Linked DNA regions of Sus scrofa: region 2 is linked to region 1. Evidence: chromatin contacts called from public Hi-C data. All regions are on one chromosome and are shown on one strand. The core of a region is the stretch at or near the end of the contact, and the rest is flanking DNA. Distances in the headings are between cores, read along the strand shown.

Region 1 (2,700 bases), core at 130-2,629:
GGCGTGAATGCTATAAAAATAGCACCCTCAAATCAAAAACCACCTCAAAAAAATTAGAGGTAGGAATGAGAAAGTCACCGTCTTAAGACCGTGAGTAACAACAATGACAGGCAAGGAGGGAAAGAGAGCGAGCTTGGGGATGTTTTCCAAAGCCTGGCTGAGGGAATCGAGTTAGATCACAACCAAATTGCTTTAAGCATCAGAAGCTTCCCCAAACTCCAACCACTGCGAAATGGGATCCTACCAGGCACCCAACATAAGATATAGACCAAAGAAGAAAGGTTCTGTTTGATCTCACTAACTTCATTTTACTTTTTTGTCTTTTAAAGGCCGCACCCATGGCATATGGAGGTTCCCAGGCTAGGGGCTGTAGCTGCCTGTATATACCACAGCCACAGCAATGCCAGATTGGAGCTGTGTCTGTGACCTACACCACAGCTCACAGCAACACTGGACTCAACATACTGAGTGAGGCCAGGGATCAAACCTGCATCCTCATGGATACTAGTTGGGTTTGTTACCACTGAGCTGTGACGGGAACTCTGATCTCGCTAACTTCAAAAGTTAATGTTTTTAGAAGAACCTTCTTTTTTCTCTTTTTCTTTGTCTTAAAAAAAAAAAAAAAAAAAAAAAAAGGTTTCTTGGAGTTCCCATTGTGACTCAGCAGGTTGGGAACCCAACATGGTGTCTGTGAGGATACAGGTTCAATCCCTGGCCCTGTTCAGTGGGTTAAGGGTCCAGTGTTGCCATGAGCTGTGGCGTAGGTCTCAGATGTAGCTTGGATCCAGCATTGCTGTGGGGCAGCTGCAGTGCCAAACTGTCCCCTAGTCCAGGAACTTCCATATGACACAAGTGTGGCTACAAAGAGAAGAAAAAAAAAAATGGTTTCTCAAACCATGAGCATCCTTTTACCTTCAGGTACGTGTTTTTAAGAGCCGCCTCATTAAGTCCTCGCCAGTGGTCCTCTTTGGCATTGGCTTCCTTCATGTCCACAAAGTAGCCAGTGACGGGGGTCCGTCCTGAGTGGATGGGAGGCTTCCACTGCAGAACCAGGGACGTATTCCTGACTTCACTATACTTGAGGCTGTGTGGTGGTCCTGAGAGGGAGAGAGAGCCCAGTGTGTGACAATCATAATGGAAACAAGAAAACTCCAATATGTGTAAACCTAGCACCACAGGTATACACATACAGATTCAGCACTTACAGCTGAATCTGAGGCTGGTGTTCTTCTTTTGTAAAATCTACCATTCCAACAGAAATAGGTATTTTGTGGTCATTTCATATCAAGTTTCCTCAGCAGCTCTACATCAGCCAGTTAAGCCCCTAAATGGGCAGCAAGTGGTTAAGGCCAGTTCAAGGTGCCCTCCAGCGGCTGGATGAAGCCTTGACTCCAGGCTGTTGCCAGGCCTGTGTTCCTCACCTTTTATCAGAATGTTTTGATGTAGTTGCAGATTCAGTTTCAGATTATTTGGGGATGACAATCCGAAAACTCCCCCCAATCTCCAGTAGGATAAAGAAAGTAACTCTATTTGATGGCATAAGAATATAGAAAAAGAAAAATATTGCAAAATAGCTCCTCACTGGAGGGTAGTCTTTTCTGTAAAGCATGTATCCTGTATAGGGGTAAAAACCAACTGCCATTATGCTTTACAAAGACCTTACCCCCAAATATAGTCAATCCCATGGGCCTTGAATCTGTGCTAAACCCTGCCAGGTACTTCACATTCTTTTCTCTCATTCATTCCTAAGATAATTAACAGAAAACTCAGAGAAGACGAGGAACTCGATCAACCTGTTCAGGAGGGAAACCAAGTGTTCCCTGTGTGTATGCTCTTTGCACTCCTGGGAGAGTCCCAACTACCTAGCATGTGATATGGTTATTTATTTTCTTTCTTCCCCCTTTTTTTTTTTTTTTTTTTTTTTTTTTTTAAATAACAAGTGATTTCTAACCAACCAGTCAAAATCACCTGGACTGACTCACAGTGGCCTGAGAGCCAATTACAAATGCAGACTCTAAGGTCTAGACTTTGGCATTTTGCAATTGATCGCTTGATATTTGTTGGGCCGTTTACCTTGCCTTAACAGTCACAATGAGTCACCCTTGTCTCCTGATGATGCCTTGTGTGGAAATAGGTTTAAATAATCATGCCAGTACTTTGCCCTGGTGTGGTGTGTTCTGTTTTGCAAAGGGCTTTCACAACCATCGTCCTGTATCGCCCTCAGGCGCCAGAGAGGCACCCAAACAGGTGCCCTGCTCCTCAGAAAAGGACCACTGTGCTGCTTCCTGGCCCCTCTTGTCTAGGAAGGAGAATAGCTTGTTTCCCACCCTATCGGCCACTTACTACCTGTGTGAGCTCCTGGGTTTCAGAACCTGAGTCTTTTTCTTCATCTGTAAAGCAAAGGGATGATAAAACGTTCTAAGTGCTCTAGTCTATCATCAAGCTTTCCTGATTCATGGCTTGCCCAACACTTTTCAGTAACACAAGGGTGGATATGGGAAAAGAGAAGTCTGGGGCTGGAGGCCTGCCCTGTTCTTTTCTCCTGAGTTGGCAGCACTCACCCTGCAATCTCTTTTGCCAACTTTATCTTTCAAACCATTTTTCACAGATCTGCTCAGAATTTCTTGGTCTCTAGTCACTCATTTTTAACTTTATTTAGGAATTGCAAGAATTTAAAAACAGATCTGCTTTTGTGTAGTG
Region 2 (2,700 bases), core at 67-2,566, 120 kb before region 1:
TTCCATTCATAGTCAAAGGATGTCCAGTTCAGTCACTTTCAGAGATTCCTCAGCAAAGGCATTTCTACCAACAGGTCCAAGAGCAAAAAGCACACAAATCCTTAACATTTTGAAAGGTGACAAAAACTTGTACAATTTTAAAACTAAAATCACCCTAATTGTGAGCCTCAAATTTTAGAAAGTGTGTAATTTTTGGTCTTATTTCACACTTGTTTTCACAAAAATGTACACTCTCAATTTCCTCAAAAGTACCTTCACCTACTGCATTTACTTCAGATTATATTTAAAGAAAAAGGTTCCACAGGTAAAATTATATTGTCCTTAGTTCATCTGATTTTGTTTCCTTAATGCTAACTTCTAAAACTTACACTTTTCTAATGACTTGTTTTATATCTTGTAAGAAGAGAGGAAACTCTAGGAAAAAAAAAAAAATCAGACAATTAGCATTTTCCCCACATATTTCAAGAGAGCAAATTTTTTTTGTTTGCAATTACAGGAGAAAAAAGACGGCAGTCACTCTTCCCTGTCACATATCAGAATAAGATGCCAGTTCTTAAATATTAGTTTAGTTTTCAAAAATATTTAACTAGGACAATAAAAATCATAAAACAAACAAACAAGCTCCCGCAAAGATCAGATTTACGGTCACCAGAGGTGGGCTGGAGGTGGGGGTGGAGGAAGGCAGACGAAAAAAGTCTCAAAGGTAGAAGAAAAAAAAAAAAACATTAACCCATAAAACCTTTCAGTGGTTTTTATTTCTCAACTACTACACTTAGATGCAAAGAGAATGTGAAACTAGATACATTTCGTGTGAAATCTAGTTTCAAAAAAATCCTCAGTTTAAAGCAGCAGCTTCATTTTCTTCTAGGCAGAAAGTTATTGCTAAATAATAAACAGAAAAAAGGTACAAAGATGGTGTGAAGTGAATGAGGGAGAACAGGCAGGCAGAGATTTCTATAAACACAACATCTAAAAGTTCATAAAATTCACTCTGATATATTACATTTTCCAAAAACAAGGGGGCAGCCTTGTCCCTGGTGGGTGTCCACCCCCTCCTCTCAGCGCTTCCCAGAGGGAGGAGGGGGCCAGGCTGGTGGATGCAACTCACCAGGATACCAGCAGGGGCCTTTCCGCGATCACCACCTTCAGCAATCTTCTCCCCCTCCTCATTCTCATCTTCTAAGTAAAACATCTTAAAACTCAACTAGGTCACCAGCATGCCTTTTTTCAGACATGAAGGCACACTTCTCAGTAATTAAAACAGAAAGTCCTTTTGCCGACAGACTGAGTGCAAACTGTTTGCAGACACAGTAATATGGTTAAAACTGAAAGGAAATGATTCTTAAAAAAAAAAAAAAAAAAAAAAAAAAGGCAATACATGCATGACTTTACCAATAAGATTTGCTCAAAATGCCTCAACCCCTTCCCTGTGAAGGAGATAAGGGGCATGGGACGGGCTGTGCCGTGTGTTTATACTGATAGGTACCAAGTCCTGCCCAGCCACATGACCGTCACTGCAGCTTCCATCACAAGCACACGGATTGAGTTAATGATTCTCTAAATCAATCACATCCTCATTTTTAGAAATAAAATAACTACATAGATGGTGAATTTAACTGTCAATAAATTAGCCATGTAAAGGAAAATGGTTTACATAGATTTTCTAAGCATCAATGAGCTTCCCAAAGACAGCCAGGTTACATATGCTTTATAGAACTCAATCACTGAAATGTTTTACTTGGTGCTATTTATCGGCATGACCCAATATAGTTTCACAACTGTGAATGGGAGCTAGTCTGCTCAGCTCTGTAAATAATGAACAAATTACAGTTTGTTACTGTATGTTAACACAGCACTAGTTACATTAATGTTATAATGGTACTATCACATAGTAATAGTAATAATATAATGAACAATTCATCTTTAATACGAGTATGACAACATAATACTAAAATTCAAACATTCCTGGTCTTTCCATTCTGGCTCTTAGTAAAGTCAATTTATAGAAACTTCAAGAGAATTTTTCTAAAAACCTAAAACATACATACAGACAAGGTCCATTAATTTTTAAATTAAAACATACTATTTTATGCAAGTGTCTAGGTCTGTGCTGCATTACCCACATGGCTATGTTTGCTATGTGACCAGTGCCAACTGAGTGTGCTGTAAGCATAAACACACAAGATGAAAGCAGAATGTGAAATCATATAATTTTTTATATAGGTTACTTGTTGAAATAAAGATATTTTGCACATACTAAGTTAAATAAGCTATTTTTAAAATTAACTTCATCTGCTTTTCTTTTTTACTTTTTAATGTTATTAGAGAATTTTAAATGACATGTGTGGCTCCCATTATATTTCTATTGGAGCACAACTTTAGGGTCCCAAGACAATCTTGAGAACAAGAAAGAACACTCGGCCACAGTTCCATCAATGGAGAGGTGAGGGGGACAGGAGTTTTCATCATTCCATCAATGTATTTGGTTAATTCATCAATATACTAGCTGATCCTCATATGTTTAATAATGTTCAAATTATTAAACTTTCTCTGCCTAAACATCACTAAAGACAAAATATCCAAATGAGTAAATAAGGGTGTGGTGGTGATGTTTACTACAGCAATATACCATCAAGATATGCATAATAAAAATGTTAATGGCAAAACTGAAAACAAATTTCACCAAAACTAGAAATGGGA

Evidence for each region. Hi-C and Micro-C count contacts between places; a contact is called where the count stands out from the background.
Region 2: a Hi-C map of liver shows a contact between it and region 1, with 2.6 times the contacts expected there. The contact joins two enhancer-like sites. A contact is called at or near these places in 1 of 5 promoter capture datasets (liver), 8 of 47 Hi-C or Micro-C datasets (blood, embryonic fibroblasts, epiblast stem cells and 2 more) and 1 of 2 datasets of contacts at active chromatin or transcription factors (alveolar macrophages).

What each region holds. Positions count from the first base shown.
Region 1 is chr6:103,545,315-103,548,014 of Sscrofa11.1, reverse strand. MYOM1 (myomesin-1) reads right to left here. Exons shown (of 37, transcript XM_005665300.3): 20 at 913-1,097. Among named protein-coding and RNA genes, the nearest start is that of MYOM1, 95 kb to the right of the region's middle. Within about 2 kb of position 1,379, at least 20 of the 83 cell types and tissues checked have an H3K27ac peak or open chromatin away from gene starts, as enhancers often do. A contact at or near this core is called in liver, where this site is marked.
Region 2 is chr6:103,665,082-103,667,781 of Sscrofa11.1, reverse strand. It overlaps a transcript of LPIN2 not described here. Among named protein-coding and RNA genes, the nearest start is that of LPIN2, 21 kb to the left of the region's middle. Within about 2 kb of position 1,316, at least 15 of the 83 cell types and tissues checked have an H3K27ac peak or open chromatin away from gene starts, as enhancers often do. A contact at or near this core is called in liver, where this site is marked.